Linked DNA regions of Mus musculus: regions 2 and 3 are each linked to region 1. A link is a contact called in public promoter capture Hi-C data. All regions are on one chromosome and are shown on one strand. Each heading gives the region's core, a stretch centred on a gene start, on an enhancer-like site or on the middle of the called end of the contact. The rest is flanking DNA. Distances are from core to core; before and after follow the strand shown. Region 1 holds the start of Psen1 (presenilin 1). Region 2 overlaps Zfyve1 (zinc finger, FYVE domain containing 1). Region 3 overlaps Gm31386 (a long non-coding RNA gene).

What was found. Promoter capture Hi-C pulls out the DNA fragments that hold promoters and counts their contacts.
Region 2: a contact with region 1 is called in a promoter capture Hi-C map of embryonic stem cells, with 2.1 times the contacts expected there. The contact joins the enhancer-like site here to the promoter of Psen1 in region 1. A contact is called at or near these places in 6 of 39 promoter capture datasets (3T3-L1-derived adipocytes, embryonic stem cells, liver and 1 more), 6 of 484 Hi-C or Micro-C datasets (embryonic stem cells, epidermal suprabasal cells, nephron progenitors and 2 more), 3 of 115 datasets of contacts at active chromatin or transcription factors (differentiating embryonic stem cells, embryonic stem cells and extraembryonic endoderm stem cells) and 4 of 9 other capture datasets (adipose tissue, embryonic stem cells, liver and 1 more).
Region 3: a contact with region 1 is called in a promoter capture Hi-C map of liver, with 4 times the contacts expected there. The contact joins the enhancer-like site here to the promoter of Psen1 in region 1. A contact is called at or near these places in 25 of 39 promoter capture datasets (the 3T3-L1 cell line, 3T3-L1-derived adipocytes, the C10 cell line and 16 more), 1 of 15 datasets of contacts at CTCF or cohesin (pro-B cells), 13 of 484 Hi-C or Micro-C datasets (CD4 T cells, CD8 T cells, the G1E-ER4 cell line and 8 more), 20 of 115 datasets of contacts at active chromatin or transcription factors (the NIH/3T3 cell line, the SCID.adh cell line, acute myeloid leukemia and 13 more) and 4 of 9 other capture datasets (adipose tissue, embryonic stem cells, liver and 1 more).

The regions. Positions count from the first base shown.
Region 1 is chr12:83,686,466-83,690,851 of GRCm38.p6, reverse strand. Psen1 (presenilin 1) reads right to left here and starts at 2,700. Exons shown (of 12, transcript NM_001362271.1): 1 at 2,559-2,700.
Region 2 is chr12:83,547,636-83,551,661 of GRCm38.p6, reverse strand. Zfyve1 (zinc finger, FYVE domain containing 1) reads left to right here. Exons shown (of 12, transcript NM_183154.4): 10 at 16-196; 11 at 728-841; 12 at 3,547-4,026. The coding sequence ends at 3,779. Among named protein-coding and RNA genes, the nearest start is that of Gm51952, 12 kb to the left of the region's middle. Within about 2 kb of position 2,336, at least 11 of the 459 cell types and tissues checked have an H3K27ac peak or open chromatin away from gene starts, as enhancers often do. A contact at or near this core is called in embryonic stem cells and trophoblast stem cells, where this site is marked.
Region 3 is chr12:83,922,433-83,926,576 of GRCm38.p6, reverse strand. All of the region lies in intron 1 of Gm31386 (a long non-coding RNA gene), which reads right to left. Among named protein-coding and RNA genes, the nearest start is that of Gm31386, 2.6 kb to the right of the region's middle. Within about 2 kb of position 1,251, at least 16 of the 459 cell types and tissues checked have an H3K27ac peak or open chromatin away from gene starts, as enhancers often do. A contact at or near this core is called in intestinal villus epithelium and liver, where this site is marked.

The DNA.
Region 1 (4,386 bases), core at 1,451-3,950:
CAAGAAGGATTCCATAAAGTGATCATGTGTGTTATAACATCTGTGTGCCATGGCGCACGTGCTCCCACACACACAATTAAGTTTTTAAAAATTAAGCTGGGTGTGGTGGCAGATCTCTGTGAACTTCAGGCCAGCCTGGTCTACATAGTGAGTTCCAGGAAAGCCAGGGCTACACAGAGAGTCCCTGTCTCACAAAACCAAGCAAAACAACAACAAAAATTAAATAAAAAGGCCCAGGGGGCGGGGGTGGGGGTGGGGGTGGGGGGAGACTTCTCGAGATGGCTCAGACAGTAAAGGTACTTGTCCCACATACCCGGAGACCTATGCTCAGTACCCAGTACTAATATAAAGGTGGGAAGAGAGAGCTAACTTCAGACTTCCGAATATTACTATGGAAGCCCCCCCAACCCTGCACACAAAAATAACATTTTTGTTTTTTAAGTAAGGCAATAAACAGTGGAGAAACGCTCCCCCTGTCCTCCTCTGGCCTCTGAATTTGTGAGCATATAGGCAAAGACTTCAGCTTTGCATATAAAGTAGAGGTGCACACACATACATATCACACCCACAGAATAAGACTCAACATGGTCTCTATCTGTACTGTCAAACAGACTACAGGCCATCCTAGGTTAGATCAGGTGGATGAATTCGCTCTACTCTCGAGTCATTCACCATCTCTGTTATCCAGGCTGGCCGTGATTTTCCAGCTCAGCCTTCCAAGTAGCTGGGACTCCTAAAGCACCGCCTATACCTGGAAATTATAAAGACTCAACCCAAAGTTATTTTAATAATTCTGTAATGAAGTTATTTTTATTGTGAGTCAATGTCTCTACCTTCTGTGGAAATGGATGGAATACAAGTATTTTTAAATTAAAAACGAATATTTACATCTAATTAACTTGCATAAATTCTTTCTGCTTTCACTCAAACAAGGAACTGGAAAAGACATCTGAAAACCAAATAGGGATTCTTGGAGCAGCAAATAGGAATCAGGTTTCTTTTAGACAAGGAAACACTGTGCCAGGTGCTGGGGATACTGTAGTCAGGGGTTGCTTCTGGTCACTGAAGAGCCTCCTAACTATCTAGAGAGGACAAGTTAATTTGACACGGATTTCCTGTTAAAAATGAAACTGTTAGCTACACTGGATTAACAAATCATTAAGACTAATTTCAACTGCTTCTTGTTACCTTTAAAAATGTGTCTGTGGGGCTGGAGAGATGGCTCAGCTGTTAAGAGCACTGACTGCTCTTCTGAAGGTCCTGAATTCAAATTCCAGCAACCACATTGTGGCTCACAAACATCCGTAATGAAATCTGATGCCCTATTCTGGGGTGTCTGAAGACAGCTACAATGTACTCACATATAATAAATAAATAAACCTCTAAAAAATTTTTTAAAAAAGTGTCTGTGGGAACATTTAAAACTAGTATTTGTGGTTCACGCTCATCTTTCAAGGGTACAATGGTACAGAGATCCTTCTAAAACAACACCAGGCCTTTCATTCCTATCGCTGACAATGCTCCCTGAAGCTTCCGTGTTTCTCAGCTTCTGTGACACTGCACTATTGTGGTTTCTGCATTCGTCCTCCTCAGCAGCCTCGTTGTCCTCCTTCTACCTGGCTCTTTGTTGTGTTCCCTAAGTGTCCACCCAGTTCTCTGCTCCAACATCAAACAGCAAATCTACTTAAGTGACCCATGTTTACAGTTTACAGCTCTGACCTCAGGCCATCTTCACCCGCTGTCACTTCAAAAGTACTATTTCCAAACCACTGCCTAACTTCCTTATTTCTCTCTCATTCTCCAAACTTGAACCCAGTCAATCTTATGCGTTAGTTGAACAGATCGCCTGTCCTGCTCACGTTTCTTCTACGTTTCTGTTACTGGAACTCTCATTTCTCCTAGTTATGTAAAAAGTTACCTCAATTGTCTCATGCACTCCGTCCTCCACTACCAGGCGGATGTGCCTGAGCCTCTGTTCGCGGCAGTGCCACATTTGAAAACGTGAAAGGGAAGAACTAGCAAACACTAAAGGCGCCTACAAGCGTCAGACACATGCATCGTGACAGTTCTGAAGAAAGAACAAGCGCCATACGACTCTTCGCCTGCCAACAGACACACTGAGAAGTTAGCCCCGAGTGCCACTCACTCACTTCTGGACTATGACACACTCGGGGCACCAGACGCAGAGTTTCACCAGTTGCTCAAGGCGACCCAGCCTAGGGCGCTTCCTCTATCTCTAGCTCCACTCTGATCGAGAGGCCACCCCTGATGCCAGCCATCTGCTCCCGGCCGCCCGGGGAAGCCAGCACTTCCGGGGTACCAAAGCTCGGAGAAGGCTGCTCTCAGTCTGGCCCCGGCTGGGTTCCGAGAAACCGGCTTCACCCCGTTTCCCACGCGGGGTTCCTCGATCTCCGCCCGCCTGGACCCCGCCCCTCATCCCTAGAGACGCCCGCAGCGCGGCCCTCGGAGACACAGGCCCGCCCGGACCCCCGGCAGGCAGGCGACGGTGAACACGACCGGCAGAGACACCCTCCGCCCCGCACACCCTGGGCACGCACCTTCTCTCTCCGCGCCCGGGCGGCCGGCTCGCAGCCTAGGTTTCCGCCTCAGCTGCCGCTGTTTTGTTTCCGACGAATACTCGCGGCCCACGGAGCAGGTCGTCCTAGGCCCCGCCCTAGAGGTCTCACCGGTGTCGCAACTTCCGGCCTCGGCGACGTTGGCCCCTAGACCCGGGAGGGGACGGAGCTTCCGGTGGCGCGCGCAGGCCACGAGGGCTGGGGGCTGGAGCTGGCCTAATCCACTCGCATAGATGTAAGGATGTGCGCGACCTGAGGCCTCTCTAGGGTTTGAGGCGCGTCTAGCGTTCTTCCAGTCTACAAGTGACATTTTCCCTTGTTTTTGGTTGAGACTGCGATTCGAGCGTTCCCTGCCGGTATCAAACATACCTTGTAGGAAAGGATGGGCTTGAACCTATTTATTTGGTTTCCATGTGTGGGGACACCGTGCCTTGTTTTGTAGTGACATTTTAAATCCAACACTTCCCATTTCTCCACAGTATTTATTTGAACAGTTCCTCAAAACGGATAAAATTTACTGTTTGTACTCTCAATAAACCAAAGCGATTGGTGGGTAAACAGAACCTGAGAAATATCCTATTAGTCTAGGTTCCGAGTCTGAAAGTCTTCCCAGATGGCAAGCTTCTAGAAAGCAAAGAATGTTTCCTATCTTGATTTTTACATCCCTCAGATTTTCCTTAATCGGAGAGACAATTATCAACAGCACACCACACATTTCACTTGGGCAAAAAACAACAGAGAAATTATTCATAATCCCAAATAACCAGAAAACGGCTAATGTGCTTAAGGAGCACACACGAGGAACTAGATTCTACTCCCAACAGAGACAAATACATCGGGATGGTGTTGTATCTGAAATCATAACACTCAGGAGGAGATGGGGCAGGACAGTGAGTTGAAATCGGACTGGGATTCCTAGCAAATTACAGGTCAAACTAAGATACACTGGGTCAAACTTCCTTTTTTCTACTTCCCAGAAGGCCTCGTTCTAAATAGTAGAGCATCCATCTCCATTTTCTCCCAACATTCTCAACCCTGCTTCAATAAACTCAGACTTCACTATTTTCATGCTTAAGATCTTGATACTTTAGTCTTTTCCGCCAGCGGAATGGCAACTGGGAGGAGACATAGCATAACCTTGGGTAGTTTTCCCTCAATCATTTACTTATACCCTCAATCATTTACTTATATGGGAAGAAGGCAGAAAATTGTAGACAGTACAGAACAAGCTCAATACACTTGCTAAACAAGCATAGACTAAAAGCCATTTGCAAACTACATTAATTGCGATCTTTTGGTAGAATGGCAAATGCTGTAAACTATACAGAGAAGCAATTTCGACAAACATTTTTGTGCAAAGATGTTCGTGGAGTACTGGTATATATATAAAAAAATCTCACTGTCCTACAACAAATCTTAGTTCACCTAGGTTATAAAACTCATGAATGGGGCTGGTGAGATGGCTCAGTGGTTAAGACCACTGACTACTCTTCCAAAAGTCCTGAGTTCAAATCCCAGCAACCACATGACGGCTCACAACCATGAGATCTGACGCCCTCTTCTGGTGCGTCTGAAGACAACTACAGTGTACTTACATATAATAAATAAATAAATCTTAAAAAAAATACTCATGAATGAAAGCTATGAGCAAGAGAACTGTCTAATGGACAAAAATGGCAGTTGTATTTACACTCAGTGTTCCAATAGATTCTTGTAAAAGTAAACCCTCAAAGGGGAGGGGGGACAGGAACTGAGTAGACTACAGATACTTCTGTTTTCTATATTCCTTTTTAGGGATATAAACACAAAT
Region 2 (4,026 bases), core at 1,087-3,586, 140 kb after region 1:
TTGGACTTGGAACAGAGCTGCAACCAGTGTGCGACATCCTTCAAGGACAACGACACGAAGCATCACTGCCGGGCCTGTGGGGAGGGCTTCTGTGACAGCTGTTCATCCAAGACCCGGCCGGTGCCTGAGCGGGGCTGGGGACCTGCGCCTGTCCGCGTGTGTGACAGCTGCTACGATGCCAGGAATGTCCAGTTAGGTAATGTGGGGCTCAGGAGGGGCGAGCGAGAGTGCACCCACTGAATACCGGGCCCTGGATGCTCACTGCTCTGACCGTCACTTCTGAGAGCAGTTGCTCCTGGCCAGGGCTACTCACCCGCTGAGCTCCTAGCCAGATAGGCCTGTGCAGCTGAGCCTTGAGGTGGAGGTTCGGAAGACAGGATTGATTGATTAAACGTGGCCTGGCCTGAGCTCTGAGCTCAGTGGTGCTTCTGAGAGAACACACCTGCATATAGCTGATGAGTTCTGGGAAGCCAGACAAGCTTAGGTTGAGTCCTCTCTCTGTAGAAAGTTTAGGTCTTGCTCCCAGAACCAATCTGGTTGACTTTAAAAATAAGTTATAAATCAGTTCTAGAGAGGTGCCCAGGCCACTTTCAGGGTTCCATCTGATTGGCCCCACAAGTCACTGTTAGTTACTGTGGGAATCGGGAAGTGTTCCAGTGTGGCTCCTGAGCGCCTGCATGAGAGATGACTGCTGAGAGGCAACGGCTATCTCTTGTATTACCCACAGATGTGACTGAGGCGCAGGCAGATGATGAAGGTGGAACGCTGATTGCCCGGAAGGTGGGCGAGGCCGTGCAGAACACCTTGGGAGCCGTGGTGACAGCTATTGACATACCACTAGGTGGGCTTGGGCAGTGCCTATATTGGGGATAATGCATGTAGCATGAGGGGTTTCAGGGTCCCCTGGATGGTCATTTTGATTTGCTTGCTGACTTGATTGAGTTTGGCAGCAAGGAATGAAGGGAAGCGTTATATACTTCCTTTTGTGTGTGGAATCCTGTAGTAGTATCAGTTTCATTTCTGGAGGCCAGCCTCCTCACCATTTGTTGCTGTACATAAGGCGGGAGCATGCTATTTTGTCTAAAACAGTGTGCGTGTAGCGATCAGAAAGTCTGCTTATTCCCCTGTTGTCATTGCCTGCAGTTCCTGTCTTGAGTATTGCAGGGTAGCATTTGAACAGATTTGGAAGGTCCCTTCGGAGGACGGTTAAAGCTATGCTCAGTGGAGCATCCCTCTGCCTCTCTGGGTCTCTCCACTTGGTGTCTCTGGTAGTAGATGAACCACAAGGGTAGTTGAGGGTTTCAAGAGCTGATACTTTGTGGCTAGACAATGGCCTAGTGGTTAAGAGCACGTCCTGCTCTCTCTCACAGAGGACATTAAGTTCGCGTCCAAGCATTCATGTTGGGTAGCTCACAACCACCCATAACTCCAACTCCAGGGGATCTTCTACTCTCTTGGGGCTTCCACATGCGTGTGTACATGTGTAGATGCATGTATGCGTGCACACTGAGTGTGCACACACTCACAAATACATAAATAAATCTTAATTTAAAAAAAGCTAATTTATGGAACCAGGTGGCATATGCTTTTAATTCCAGCAGGTTGGTCTCTGACTTTGAGGCCAGTCTGGTCTACATAGTAAGTTTTAGGCCAGCTAGGGACACATGTCTCAGAGGGACAGACAGACCCTGGGACCCTGTTGCAGAGAGAAGGGGGGGGAGGAGAGGGGAAGGGGGAGGCGGGGAGGGGTGGTGGTGGCAGCTACTGCTTTAGTGTTTGGAGAGAGGAAGTGTGCTGTATGCTTCTGTAGTTTGTTGCTGTTACAGAGCCTGCTTAGGTTCAAGGAAGGGGAGCTGGAGTCTCAGAGGAGAGTGTGCCAGAGAACTTGTTACATTAGTTTAGTCATGAATTTTGTTTGAGTGCTTGTGTCATGGCCTGCTTGTGAAGGCCAAAAGGCAACTTCTAGGGTCAGTTATCCCCTTTTAGGTCATTAGGCTTGGAGGGGCAGGTGTCTCTATCTGTACCTGCTGACGCCTCTCATTGGCCAGGCCATTGCTAATTCAGCGTTTATGATCCTTCTCTGCATCAGTTATGAGGGGTGCTTACAGCCAGAGTAGGAAGAAAGAGAGGGGAAGCAAGTAGTGGCTGGAGGACTTGGCAGGACAGACAGGCGGACCTGGGATGTACTTGGGTATAGGGTAAGGGAGAGATCAGAGTGGCTAGAGAGAAAAATGGGTAGGCTACAAAACAAATTGTGAGGTTCTGACTCATTGGTGTTAGAATAGGTGGATTTGCCTGGTTTCAAGCTCAGATTACATCCACCCTGAGCTACCTGGGAGGGGCCGGGGCTGCCCCTGCTGGGAGCGGTTTGTTCATGGAGTGTTCCTTTGCTGAGCCTCCATCAGGTTGGATTTGGCCTGGTCTTTCCTCCTCCTCCTCCTCCTTTTTTTTTTTAAAAACAAAAACAAACAAACAAAAAAACCCAACCTGGTTTCTCTGTAGCTCTGTCTATCCTGAAACTCATTCTGTAGACTGGCCTTGAACTCAGGCCTGCCTCAGCCTTTGCTTCCCGAGTGCTGAGATTGAAGGCATGCTCCACCACTGCCCAGCTTACTGCAAGTGTTCTTAACCACTGAGCCAACTCTATGTCCCGGGCATATTATTTCTCGTTGTTGCTGGCAGCTTTCGAAGGGGTTGTTAATGATGAATCGGCCTGAGAGAGGTTAAGCTTGCTCAGTCCCACAGTCACCATGCTCAGTGGTGCTGGGATCCGACTGAGCGTCTGGCTGTGGAGTCTAGACTTGTTTGTGGCTCCTTCGACTGCAGTGAGTACAGTCACTGTAGTGTCTGTCACTCAGTGTGGTGGATAGAGGAACATCAGTACCTCAGCCACAGGTCCTGTGGTCAGGATAGAAGAAGCCTGGCACCTTTTTTGTCTTTTTAGTAATTTATCTATTGTGTTTGTGTGTGAGGGGCACTCACTTGCATGCATGTGCCATGGAACACACATGAAAGTCAGAGGACAACTTGTCGGAGTTGGCTTCCTCCTGCCACCATGTCCTGTAGAATGAACTCAGGCTTGGTGGTAAAATTGCCAAGCAGTTACAGACACCTGCTGGGCAAGCCTGGCACCCTGAGTTCTGTCCCTGGAACTCATGTAATAGAGGAGACTCGACAGAGTTACCTCTGACTTCCACTGGCACACTATAGCAGGGGTGCTGTGTGGCTCGTTTGGTAGAGTGTTTGGGTAGCGTTCCTGAGCCCTGGGTCTAATCACTGCATAAACTGGATGCAGTAGCGTACACTTCTAACCCAGGACTGGGGAAGTGAAGGCAAGAGGATCAGAAGAACAGGGCTATCCTCAGCAGCCATGAGGCTGAGGCTACCCTGGGCTATATGTCTCATAAAATACATAAATAAAGATAAACAGAAGAACACAGCACAGTAATGGTTCTGTGTGCGGTTGGGATGGCATAAGCCAGAAAGTGTCAGAGGGACGTGGGGCAAGGTTCTGGTGTCCTGACTGTTGTTCCTTCCCTGATGTAGGCCTGGTAAAAGATGCCGCCAGGCCGGCCTACTGGGTGCCTGACCATGAGATCCTGCACTGCCACAACTGCCGCAAGGAGTTCAGCGTCAAGCTCTCCAAACACCACTGCCGAGCTTGCGGACAGGGCTTCTGCGATGAGTGCTCCCATGACTGCAGGGCTGTCCCCTCTCGTGGCTGGGACCATCCAGTCCGAGTCTGCTTCAACTGCAATAAAAAGCCCGGTGACCTTTAACCCCAGTTCCCTCTCCGACTGCTTCACAATTCCTTAGGTTCTCAGGGTTAGAAACAGAAGTCTCACTGAGGTAGGCCCTCCTCCTGGTCACCTGGTGTGGTGTGTGGTGTGTGTACCCCCTCTCACGTCCCTCAGTGGAGGTGAGCCTGGCGGTAGATCCGAAGGCATGAACCACGTCAGGGCAGGGCATGGAGCAGCTCTCAGTAAAGCAGAATGGACCAGAGTCCATTGCATTTATTTCAGTTAA
Region 3 (4,144 bases), core at 2-2,501, 240 kb before region 1:
CTTTCCTACAGGTACAGTTAGTTTGTAAATGGCAGAACCAAAATTATTAATGACTATGGTGTGGGTGAGTGTTAGGCTCAAGAGGGCATAAGTTCAAGTGGTACATACCTTGCAGTCCCAATACTTAAGCAGCTAAGGGAGAAGTGTCATTAAACTGCCATTAAACTATGACAGTCTGGCCTACATAGTGAGAACAGGTCTCAAAACAAAGCAAGAAGGGTCCAAGTTTAAATTTACTCTCTTGTAAGGCTCCATGTGGCTGGGGTTTGAGAGTTCTCAAAGGCATTCTGCTTGAGCAATCTTTGGAAAATAGCCATGTTTCCAGGAAACTCTCTGCACGCATGTAAAACAGGGATGGACAAACCTTTAAATGGTGCTAAGTACTTTGCTTGGCCCACTCCCTGCTGTAGAAGAATAGCTGGTCCGCCCAGAGATTTGGTGATAGTAACTAGGGCCCCCTTTCAATAGCACAATGGCAGCATTATGAGCTGACACCTTACCCATTTTATAAATAAGCACACTATAAGCACATCATTTTTCTTGAGGATGAAAATGAGTATTTACTAGTAAGGCATGGTATGGCATTAAAAAAAAAATCACAGGGGCTGGAGAGATGGCTCAGTGGTTAAGAGCACTGACTGCTCTCCCAGAGGTCCTGAGTTCAATTCCCAGCAACCTCATGGTGGCTCACAACCATCTGTAATGGGATCGGATGCCCTCTTCTGGTGTGTGTCTGAAGAGAGTGACAGTGTACTCATATACATAAAATAAATACATCTTTAAAAAAAAATCCCAGGCATCTGGAACAGAAAAGCAAACAGCTCTGCCCATGAGAACGGCCCCTTCCACACTCTCCCCCACTTTGCCTTCTCATCCACAAACCAGTCTTGAACTTTGAAGCCACAGTGCTCAGTTCCAGCACGGGAAAAACGGCTTGGCACTTCCATCTATTAGAAGTTCTTCTGCTTGGGATGGTAAAATCATCTTTTGCCTTGTGTTCAGCCAGAGGTCACCTTTATGAAGACATGTCCTTGGCTTGGCTACATAAATCTGTCCTTCCTTTGTCAGCTCTGACCAGCTGCCAGAGCAGCAGTCTTTGAACTTGGGGAGGCTTCCCAAGAAGATACGGAACAAGAGCCTTATAGAATGCATCCCAGGCACTTTTTTCCTTTAACGAGTGAGTGGCAGACACTGCACTTTACCTATCAGTGCACTTAAGCAAGCCAGTGTAAAGTCCACAGGCAGCACTGGGAGGGGGCAGCCTCCGGAGGGGAGGGCTGGCTCAGCGCTCTCCTGGGCTCCCAGACCAGTTTTCTGTCTCTCATGGCGGCTTCTCTCTTGCTTTCTCTTCTTCTTTCCTCAGGTCTTTCTCCTCCCCAAGCCCCTCTTTTCTTCCTAACTCTTTCCACCTTGTTAACTACTTCTTATCAGTAATCTTGCCTCCAGTGGCTGGCGGGGCGGCAGGTAACTCTGGCCCTGGTCTGCTCCCACCGCAACTTACTTCTCTAGCCCATCTGGAACTGGAATTGTGTCTAGAAAAGGGGGATCGGAGGATTGAAGACTTCCACAGGCAAGACATAGAGCTTATCGAAGGTGGGATTTGGCTCTTTAGACCAAAAAGCAAGCAAACAAACAAGCAAATAAATAAAATAAAAACCAAAAGCAAAAAAAAAAAAAAAAAAATGCCCAAAACAACAACAAAAAAAAAACCCAACCAAACAAACAATCAAAAACAACAACAACAAAACAAAACCCAAAACTAAACAAAAGAAAAAGAAAAAGAAATGAACGGAGACTTGAGTGTTGAATGTTGCTCTGTAAGAAGAAGGTAGAGAGGAAATGCCTTAGAGCCCATGAAGGCCTGGGCTTCTACTGTACCCCTCAGATATCAGGGTACCACAGTGAGTCCCCCATTTTGCACTCAGTTGGTAGAGTCACATTTGAGTCACATTAGAGTCACATTTGCCGCTAGCATACCTGCCATCATGGTCTGAATCAAGAGGTTCTGAACAGATAGCATCTACAGCAACCTCCACAGGCAGCCATACCAAACACAGAGCTGCAGACAAGCAGGCTCCAGGGCTCTTGATTTCTAAGAGGCCCTGTGGGGGGCTGGGAGTGCTGGAGAAGTACACAGAGCAGGGAGGCGAAGCAAGGGGCAATGGTAGCAGGCTAACCCCATGTGGATAAAACCAAAGACTTCGAGCAGTTTTGTTAACCCAACACCCTTGGTTAGTTCTAAGTGTGCATCTTAAAGCCTTCCTTCTTTCAACTTTTCTTCTTCCTGCTGGTTGTACACATTTATTTTAATTTTCCTCTTATTTTACAAAGGGGAACCTTGGGAAGTAGATGGGTAGGAGCGACCCAGGACAAAAGCTTGTTTTTAGTGGTTGAGATAATGAGTGGCTGACCTTTGTGGCAATTATTCACCAACTTTTGTGATAGCAGTCTGAGTTCCTAAACTTAGTGGTCGAGTCCCCTTCTCGAGACTGCCCTAATTCTATGTTCTGTATGGCACCTCATCACTGTGGCTGTGCAAGGGCCATTATTATCCAGAGCACCATAATAATGGCCATGCCCTCCTATGACGCTATTGTTTCCGATCTGCTAGGACATTAATTGCCTTCTGACTTGCTCTAAAATTGGTACTACAGCACAGCATCAAGGCTAGGGAAGGAGGCTGCTGGCGAGGCATTGAAAGGCTGTGTAAAAGGATGCTGGGATGTTGCAGCCTCTCCAGGCCCCTTCCTATTTGCTTATTTACTTCCCATGTTATAAGATGCTAGCTCAGGTCTTCTGTCCTGACTTCCATCTTATCTTGGTCAGTGCGTGATCTTTTCCTTCAGTGAAATGATTCAGCCATCTCTGGAGTTATTTTGGCTTTCACACTTTCCTTTTATGGATTTTCTGTGAGTCACTGAATTGAATGGGAGGGTATTTCTAAATTGGAAGGTGAGGATGAGAGAAAAGGGAAGAAGGTTCCAGAAGATAACTAGGGGGAAAAAAACCACCCCACTTCATTGTTATGTATAGTTACTGGAGGAATAATTTCCACTTAGTTTGATGATAGAAATATGCAGTTTATTTCAGCTCAACTAAAAATATAGACAGCTCTCCCTCCCCACAACCCCTACCTCATAATAATAAGCTACATAGTTTTAGATTCTGGAGCTTGCTCTGTAAAGGGCAGAAGGTTAATAAACAGAAGAGATATGGCAGGAGTTACAGCAAAAAGGCAAAGTACAAAATTTCCAAAGTCCACTCCGGGATCCACCGGAAGGCCTTTATTCCAAGACCTTGTGTTTGAGAGCATAGACCTCCTTAAAAATCTATTACCACAGCTTTGCCTATTCCCCGTGGGGTTGTGGAGAAGGTATATTTAAATTTGACTTAGAAACTGCAAGAGTAATCAGGCCACATTTTCTTATTTAGGAGCAGGAAAAGCGCTGGGGATGAAAAAGCAGAGAAAGCTAATGATGAATGCATTTCTAGGAGCAGAGAGTTTTTATAGCAACACCAGATCTCTCAAAAATGCCTACTGGGACTTGTACCCAAATGAACGAGAAATGCGATCATTTATTCTTGTGTATTGTACCAAGTGATGGGGGAAAAACCCTGCGATTCATTCAATGGTTCTATTTTAGGCTGCTTAGGATAGGAGAGGTAGAAAAAGAGCAAACGTGGGGGGGGGGGCAGAAGGAGGAGGGAAGAGGGATGGAGAGAGAGAGAAAGAGAAGAGAAGAGAAGAGAAGAGAAGAGAAGAGAGACTGAGACTAATTGGTATCTGCCAGATAGCTAGTAATACTATTTAAGAGCTCCAAAACTTAAAAGCCAAGTTGTGCTTGGAAGTGGTAGTGGTGGGGGCACGGTGAAATTCTTATTTCCAAATCACTATAAGGATAAATTGCTGCCCGTGTTTTTAAAACTTGATGATGGTTGTTTGGTTACTTGGCAGACCCTGGAAAGTGGGTCTGGAAGCTGGAAAACTCTAGAATACGACAGGTACAATTATAAATATAATTTCTTGGCGATATTTATAAATGCAATGGGAGCCCGACTGCTGCTTAATAAACAGCCGCGCTCTGCCCGAACCTAAAGCATGGAAAACTACCGGAAAGAACTTCAAGGAAACTTGAAGAAAACA